Linked DNA regions of Sus scrofa: region 1 is linked to region 2. The links are chromatin contacts, called in public Hi-C maps. All regions are on one chromosome and are shown on one strand. The core of a region is the stretch at or near the end of the contact, and the rest is flanking DNA. Distances in the headings are between cores, read along the strand shown. Region 1 has its middle 28 kb from the start of JADE1. Region 2 overlaps JADE1 (protein Jade-1).

Region 1 (4,509 bases), core at 325-2,824, 330 kb before region 2:
GGAGATTTTAAACTCTAGACAACTATACTCAGTTGATGGCTACTTAGAGTTATAATTTCCTAGAGACAGTAGGAGGCAGAGTAGCTTAGAGCATTGGGTTTATTCAATTTGAGCTGTTAAGAGCATTGGGGTTAGAGTCAAACAGCTTAGTCAAATACCAGTTCTATTACCTATGTTGCCTGTTGGTGGTTTCGTTCCCTCATCTATACAATGGAGATAATTTCTCACAAGATCATTGTAAGGACAATGAATGTGAATGTGTGGAACATATACTAAATACAACTGTCGAGCGTGAGGAGAGGAGGGATTGATTGATTGTGGGTCAGACCTATATGTGATCAGTTTCCTAGCAACAAGTGATTGGAGAGGGGGATTTGCTCAGGGTGGCAGGCATCCAACAGCAAAGGGGAATCACTCAGTCCCTTTAAACTTAAAGAATGTTGAGAGAAATTACAAAACTCAGAAGGGCAATTTGTTGCTGTCAGTATTATAAGTGTGAGGGTGGACAGTTTAGTTCAGATGAATCATTATGAATTTGTTCCGTCTCATCCAGAAATTCTGCTTACATAAGATGGGGCAACATTAGCAGAGAAAAGAAGGCAAAGGACCCGGTCTTCTTACTTCTGGAAATAGTGAAGGTGGCTCTGCTATCCCAGGGTTTAGTCATTGTTACAAAATTCTCAAATGGTAGTGGTTATAAATCTCAAATGTGGATTTTGTTAAAAGTATATCTTCCAAAGTCTCATCTGCAGAAATTCAGTAGCTTGTCACTGTAGCTCTGGGAATCTGCTTTTTTTCAGATTTTCTAGATGCTTCTAATGCAGGTGGTTAGAATACACTCAGAAAGATGACTCTAGTGAGACTGGGCAGAGTAAATTCCCCTGCAGAAGGCAGCTGCCCCATTCACTGGCATTTTCCCCAGCATGATGGTCTGCTTCTGGAAAGGCAGAAACAAACAAACAAAAAATCCAGTTTTGCTTTATTTAGAGCCAAAGAACTATTTAATAACCTATGCTCTTTGTTAATTATTTCTCATAACACTGCACAGAAGACAATATTAATTCCATTTGACACAAGAGGAATCAGGGACATGAGAAAGATTTCTTAGGGGTGCAGTGTGGTTTGGTGCAAGCATGAATTATGGGCAAACATTACACAGGTCCTTCAATTTGTCCCTAGCCATCTGGGTATTGCTAAACACATCTGTTCCTTCTCCTGGAGATGATGCTCCAGTGCTGCCACATGATTTAAATTATGTCAAGAGAGGGAGTTCCGTTTGTCCACTTGTCTGGTGCATGGGGATGGCTCTGGGGAGACTTGGTTTGCTGTGTGATTGGCGTTCATTCAGCGTCTGGGTATTTAACTCTGAATTTTGATTTGGGCACTTGCCAGGTATGATATTCTGCCAAGGCCTTTCCAGTCTGTTCTCTGCTGTTTTGCTCCTGAAGATTTACAGCTAATGAAGGGATAAAGAAAGGTCACGGTGAGAGGCGGCAGCATGTGGTAGTGACTCATGGTCTGGCCTGGTGAGGAGCCAGTTTGGGTGGAACGTTCTACGAGCTGCTGCCCTTGTTTGCATGTGGCTCTCTGCCACAGGCCTGCAGGAAGCAGTTTCTCGCCTGTTGCTGGTCAGAGGGAGGGCCAGGTCATTCTCCCCATCCCTGTTGTTATGGACTCAGCTCAGGCCAACGAAGCCTGGTGGCCATTTGACAAAGAAGCCTACAGAGTAGGAGCTCAGGAGCCAGGGGGATGGGCCAGACCTGGGAGATCAGCCACAGACACCAGCTAGGGGCATATTGATAGCAGAGGCTGGGGAAAGTCAGGGGAATGCTGCTACTGGCAAGCAGGGTTTCTCAGCCTTGGCACTATTGTCATTTTGGACCAGATAAGTCTTTGCTGAGGGCAGGAGAACTGTGCTGTGCTTTGAAGGATGGTTAGCAGCACCCTGGCTTCTACCAATCAGATGTCAGTAGCACACCGCTATGCCTCTCCTTTGCCCTCAATTAATGCAATAAGTAAAGTCTCCAGACATTGCCAGATGTCCCCTGGAGGCAAAATAACCCCTGGCTGAGAACCATTATGGTATGGTTGAATCCCAGTCATGTGGCCAGTGTTAAGAAGATCCATCTTTCACCTTGTTTTCTTCATCATCCTTAAAATTTATTGAGCACTTACTATGTGACAGGTACTCTATTTTGCATTTGTTATTTCATTTAATCCACATAACATCCTTGGATGAAGAAAACTGAAGTTTATAAGAGTAACTTGCCCAAGGTCACACAGCTGGTTTTTGGGGCTCAAGCACAGGCATAGATGCCTCTTCCTCACCTTGTTGCCACATGTAATGGAACCATAACATGGGAGTCTTTGAGAAATGGTGGATGCAGGATATAAGCTGGGATGCAGGATATAAGGGGGTCTGAAGCAGGTCCTCTGCTTCAGGTCTGGCATTCAGAGTTATAGCTATAAACTCTGTGGAGATGATTAAGGGCTTAAATAAACTTGAATGCCAGGTAGGTGATTCAGATAGAGATCCAGCTACTGGAAATTAGATGCAGGTTGGGGCTTGACCACAAGTAAACTTCTGCCTGTGCCCAGTTGTTGTCACCTATCTGTTCAGGACACCTGATCCCCAAGATATGATAGCTGATGTGAGCCCAGATATACCTTTTTCATTTCAGATACTGTCCATTGGACTGTGGTCTCCTGCCCCAACCTCCGTGCCTTTCTTAGGGATCAACACTTTGCCAGAATCCCTGCTTCTGCTTACTTCCACCTCCTTGTGCTAGAGGCATGTCTGTTGAAATTACTGGCCAACACGAGGTTGCCTATCATCTATAGCCCACTAAAGATCCTGTGGCATGGCAACTAAAGCTGGTGGTATCTCTGTTTTATGTAAAATACTTATAGTTTGTGGAAACTGATGATTCTGAATCAAATGCCAATAGTCAGAGTCAAACGTGGGAAGGCTTATTGGGCAAAAACTTCATTTCTAAAAGAAAGGGCCATAGCTTCCTTTAAGGTGTTCTCGATTCCTCAGTATCAAAGGCACCAGGTGAGGATGAGGAAGATATTACTTGAAACCCAAATAAGCCTCCCCAGGGGGCCTTTTTTTCCCATTTTTAAAAAGTTTTATTGAAGTATAGTTAATTTACAATGTTAATTTCTGTTGTACCACAAAGTAATTCAGTTATACGTGCAGACATATCCATTCTTTTTCAGATTCTTTTCCCACATAGATCATCACAGAATTTAGGGTAGAGTTCCCTGTGCTATACAGCAGGTCCCTGTTGGCCAATCACTCCATGTATCACAGTGTGCATATGCCAATCCCAACCCCCCAATTCATCCTTCCCCCAATACCTGTCCACTTTGGTAACCATAAGTTGGTTTTCAATGTCTAAGTCTGTTTCTGTTCTGCAAATAAGTTCATTTGTATCCTTTTTTTTAAGATTCCACCTATAAGTGATATCATATGATGTTTGTCTTTCACTGACTAACTTCACTTAGTATGATAATCTCTAGGTCCATCCATGTTGCTGCAAGTTGCATTATTTCATTCCTTTTTTGTGTGTGTGTGCTTTTTTAGGGCTGCACCCACAGCACATGGAGATTCACAGGCTAAGGGTCCAGTCAGAGCTATAGCTGCTGGCTACAGCCACAGCCACAGCAATGCAGGATCTGAGCTGTGTCTGCGACACACACCACAGCTCATAGCAATACCACATCCTTAACCCACTGAGTGTGGCCAGGGATCGAACCCACAACCTCATGGTTCCTAGTTGGATTCACTTCCATTGCGCCACAACAGGATCTCCATTATTTCATTATTTTTTATGTCCAAGTAATATTCCACAGTATATATTTACCACATCTTCTTTATCCATTCCTCTGTCAATAGATGTTTGGATTGCTTCCATGTCTTGGCTATTGTACAGTGAACATTGGGGTGCATGTGTCTTTTAGAATTGTGTTTTTTTTCTGGATAGATGCCCAGGAGTGGGATTGCTAGATCATATGGTAGTTCTGTTTTTAGATTTTTTTAGGAAACTATATTGTTTTCCATAATGGTTGCCCCAATTTACATTCCCACCAACAGTGTAAGAGGAATTTCTTTCCTCTACATCCTCTCCAGCATTTATTATTTGTATACATTTTGATGATGGCCATTTTGGCTTGTGTAGGTAGTACCTCATAGTAGTTTTGATTTGCATTTTTCTAATAATTAGCAATGTTGGGCATTTCAGAGGTTTTTTTTTTTTTTTTTTTTTTTTTTTTTTTTTTTTTTTTGCTATCTGTCTCTCTTCTTTGGAGAAATGTCTTCTCCAAAGAAGATATTCTGTAAATATAGAGCTACCATATAACCCAGCAATCTCACTCCTAGGCATATATATAGACAAAGCATTCATTGAAAAAGATACATTCACCCGTATGTTCATTGCAGCCCTTTTCACAATAGCCAAGACATGGAAACAACCTAAATGTCCATTGACAGATGAATGGATTAAG
Region 2 (4,389 bases), core at 20-2,519:
TCAGCTTTAGCTTCAGAGAATACCTACTTTCCAGACCTTTCTGCTAAGTTTTGAGATTGCCTTTTGTTTCCGTGACCATAATAGCAAGACTTGTACAATTGTGATGAAATGTTTGCTTTTATATGTAATTCAGATGATGTGTAAATACTTTTTTTGTTAAGTGTGCCATTTAGGTCTTCCAGTGTAAAACATTGGGGGTCTGATTTTTTTTTTTTTTTAAACAGTACTTTAACAATTTTTGGTGACTGAACGATTGTTAGTGGTAACTGATAGTTTCTGAACAACTAGCTATAATCAAGGAACAAAGTTCCTCAAAACAGCTGCATTTAAATCTGTGCACAGTGTAATTGTCATTAGCTGTTTGAGTCTGGTTTCTGCAGAAGCTGCTTTGTATATCCTGTGTAAGAACATCTGGTTTGAGCATTTAAAAATCTTTTAAAATTACCCTGTAGGCACTTTGCATTTATTGGCTTATTCTTCCAAGGGTGGAATAAGGGGTTGTAGACTCCTTTGCCATCCTTATCCCTACCTTGGTGCATTCAGAAACTATCTCCTGCTGTTTCTTTCTAAAGTGTTATTTATTGAACTTTGAGTTTGACCTGAAGATTTGCATGAATGTGTTACAAATTAGAATTTGGTTCAGAGACCCAGGAATGGAACACAAACTTCTGATTTCAGGGAAATGCTTTGGAAAAAACTTTATTTTCATATATTCTGAATAGATTGGTCTTATCTTAGTTTTCTCTGGTAAATTGTCAAAAAAAAGTGTGAAAATAGGACCTTAAGGGCAAGTAGCTTTATCACTCATGAATTCTGAGTGATAGCACTGTGTTAGGGAGGATTCTGAAGTCATGTCTGGGCTTGTGGAAAAAGAATGACCTAATTTATTAACCATGTCTGCCATGGGTAAAGGAAATTGTGTATTTGGTAGCCATCTCTGGAATGCAGCTTTTTTTTTTTTTTTCCCCCGAAATAATACTGCTTTTGAAATGGGTAGGAAGTTGAGTATTTATTCTTTAGAGGTAGTTTAAACCCTAGTTTTCCTGACCGGTTTTAGTTTCTTTTTTCCTACTGTATATACTTTAATATTTTTAGTGACCTCTTATTGGCATTGGCTATTCTTATGTTTGGAAACTTACTTTTTTTTTTTTTTTTCTTTTTCTTTTTAGGACTGCACTGTGGCATATGGAAGTTCCCAGGCTAGGGGATCAAATTGTAGCTGCAGCTACTGGCCTTTGCCACAGTTACACTGGATCCACTCTGCATCTGTGACTTAGGCTGCAGCTTGCAGCAGTGCCGGATCCTATTAACCCACTGAGTGAGGCCAGGGGTCTAACCCTCATCCTCATGGATACAAGTCCAGTTCTTAACCCTTTGAGCCACAATGGAAACTCTTAGAAACTTAGTTTTGAAGTAAATAATGAATGAGTGATAATAGCATTTTATGGTATTATCCTGTTACCGTTTCTATTTTTTTCTTCCTGTGCTGTTTCATCAGGTGTTTCTAAACAAGACAAGCCTTTGATCCCCACCTCAGGAAGGAGGTGGAATATATGTAGTTTATTGGCGGCTGCTCTTTTTAGGCTGGTGCCTGCACAGGGCCAAGAAGTTGTGCTCTTAGGGTCTTCTACAATGTGAAGAGCAGGGAAGAAATATTTTGGATTTTAAATCTTTACTATTTTAAATAGTGTGGTACACAATCGTGGTAAAAAACTAAACCATGCAAAAGGTCATAGAGAGAAGTGAAGTTGCCACCCTACTCTTTCTGACTGTAGTTAATTTCTCAGAAGTAAACACTATCAACTTTAATGCTCCTCCAGAAATTTTCCATGAGTATGCAAGCCGTTGGTTTATGTTTAATATGTAAATGGGCTGATACTTCATTTTTTCCCACCTGCAGCTTGCTGGTGTTTCTTGTTATATCTTTGATATCTTCGTACCTGAGCATATAGATCTAACAGAGAGGAATTCTGAGTAGATGGAGATAGGGATAGAAGTTCAAGATTGGAGGTCATGGTGCCCGATTGCCTATTTATTGTTTTGGGATGAATTCATTTACTCCCGTGTAAAGGGAAGTTAACAAAAATACAAATAATTTCAAATACATTCCAAATACAAATAATTGGAATATTTTGTCATGACTGCTGTCCGGTTGCTGACTCTTATTTGAGTCATCAGTTACAGAGACCTGGAAGGGTTTAATAGATTGTTTTAGGGTTTATAAGCAAAGATTGGATTATTTATAAATTGGCAAGTGGAAACTGCCTATGATTCATTCAGAACCACTCACACAAATTCCTTAAAATAATGAAATAGTCTTTAAAACAATGGTGTTAGATTAACTTGTGAACAATTGATTGATTGATTGATTGATTTTGTCCACACCTGTGGCACGTCTAAGTTTCTGGACCTGGGATTGAACTGTCACCATAGCCTCGATCCAAGGTACTGCAGTAATAATGCTGGATGCTTAAGCTGCTCAGCCACAGAAGAGCTCTGAAAAAATTATTTTATTGACTTGTAAAGTCTGAGTTAAAACATAATTTATAAGGAATTTATGGTGAATTAATGTGTTCTAGCACTTGGATTGTATTGGTTACATTCCTAGAAGTAAATATTGCAGTTACGATTATCTGGTCAGTTTTTATAATCTTTTCTTTTTTGGGAGAACTGGTTATTTATTTCTAATATAAACTTTTCAGCTGAATATTTTCAAGTATGATATCTTTGCAAAGGCTCTGTAGTAGCTTGGGTAGTATTTCCTTTAAACAAATTTTGATGTTTGACATTATAAAGGACACATTTAAAGGTTCTGTATTTCTGGGTTGAAATATTTAGACAAGGTTAAAACTTTAACACTTGAGATTTAAGCACTTTGTCAGTTAAATCAAATCTATGACTATCTTTATACCAGATATAACCCTTTGGTTAAAGTGAGAAATCTGGGTTTGAATTGTAGTCATACTAGTATTTTTAGACTCTGAGCATATGATTTAGATAATGATGTCAATTTAAAAACTTACTGTCTAGGTGATTAATGTTTACTTTAAAAACTAAGGTAAGAAACCAGCTGGATTTCCTTCACCTTCGTTTAGGAACAGGAGATTACTAAAGTATAGGTCATTATCATATTTACATACTTTGTTACATTGGGTACTTACTGTATGCTCCATAGAAGACTGATTAAGAAAACATAAATCTTTTCTTGTGGGAGAGGCAGTCGTTGCTGACCAATAATTTAGGAATCAAATTATCAGTTGCTTAGTGTTTAGGAATAACATGCATATAGTGTGAACTTAGCAAACAGAAACATTTCACTATAAAATACTTTTATCTTTAAGGTACATTGGTGTCTGAAAATACATTCTTTAATGCACATTTTTTTCCTTTTTTTTTTAGCTGCACCCGTAGTGTATGGAAGTTTGCAGATCAAGGATTTGAGTCCGAGCCACAGCTGAAACCAATGCTGATCCTTTAACCCACTGCACTGGGCCAGGGATCAAACCTGCACCTCCACAGCAACCCAAGCCGCCGCAGTCAGATTCTTAACCTACTGCATCACAGTGGGAACTCCTAATACACATTTTTGTGTTAGACATTTTCTAAATACATTTTAAAATATTGTACATTTAAGTATTAGATTATTAACTTTGACAGTGAATGGAAAGAAATTTGAAAATAAAGTAATGGAAATAACTTCAGTTAAAGGTCAGTGAGATATTAAAGCGAAGCATCTCACATTCTGTAAAGCTGAGCGTATGATACAGTTTATGTACAAGATCTGTCGACTGAAAAAATACAACCTGGAAGTTGAAAGGTTTATTTGGGGTGAAATTGGGACTTAAGCCCAGGAGACAGCATCTTGTTTAGCCTTGAGAAACCACTAGGAGCAGGTGAGGTGGGTGTCCCAGGATATTTGAATTTTGCAACAAAGGAAAGGTAGTAGGAACAAAAAATTTACAGATAACCAGACTTACAGAAAACTAGTTTCTATGGGAAGATGTAAGTGCCTGGGCTTACATGAATCACTCCTTTGATAGGCATCTCAGCTGTGGGCTGTTCCTCTTTGTTTTTTCCCTGAGTTCCCTCAGGGGTCATTGGCCTACCCTTGGGAGTGGCTGTTGTCACAGATGGCCATGACATCTTTTGTCCACTAGCTACAGCTCAGGAGGCAGTATTTTAGAGCTATAAGGGAAAGGGGGAATTATCAAGATACGTCATAAAGGTGAAGAGGGAGTCACATGCAGCTATGCACACATTTTATAGAAGTTTGCTGCTGGTCTCGTGAAGGTTACTACTAGTCACAGACATCAGTCATCATTGAAGGATTTTCATGTTTTTCTAGTTATGAGGAGATACAAGAATTGGGCTTATAAAATCTCCTAAAAA

What was found. A called contact is a pair of places that touch in the nucleus more often than the background predicts.
Region 1: a Hi-C map of embryonic fibroblasts shows a contact between it and region 2, with 2.3 times the contacts expected there. The contact joins two enhancer-like sites. A contact is called at or near these places in 5 of 47 Hi-C or Micro-C datasets (embryonic fibroblasts, epiblast stem cells and fibroblasts) and 2 of 2 datasets of contacts at active chromatin or transcription factors (alveolar macrophages and skeletal muscle).

What each region holds. Positions count from the first base shown.
Region 1 is chr8:96,589,711-96,594,219 of Sscrofa11.1, reverse strand. No RefSeq gene overlaps it. Among named protein-coding and RNA genes, the nearest start is that of JADE1, 28 kb to the right of the region's middle. Within about 2 kb of position 1,574, at least 35 of the 83 cell types and tissues checked have an H3K27ac peak or open chromatin away from gene starts, as enhancers often do. A contact at or near this core is called in embryonic fibroblasts, where this site is marked.
Region 2 is chr8:96,257,266-96,261,654 of Sscrofa11.1, reverse strand. All of the region lies in intron 5 of JADE1 (protein Jade-1), which reads left to right. Among named protein-coding and RNA genes, the nearest start is that of JADE1, 300 kb to the left of the region's middle. Within about 2 kb of position 1,269, at least 6 of the 83 cell types and tissues checked have an H3K27ac peak or open chromatin away from gene starts, as enhancers often do. A contact at or near this core is called in embryonic fibroblasts, where this site is marked.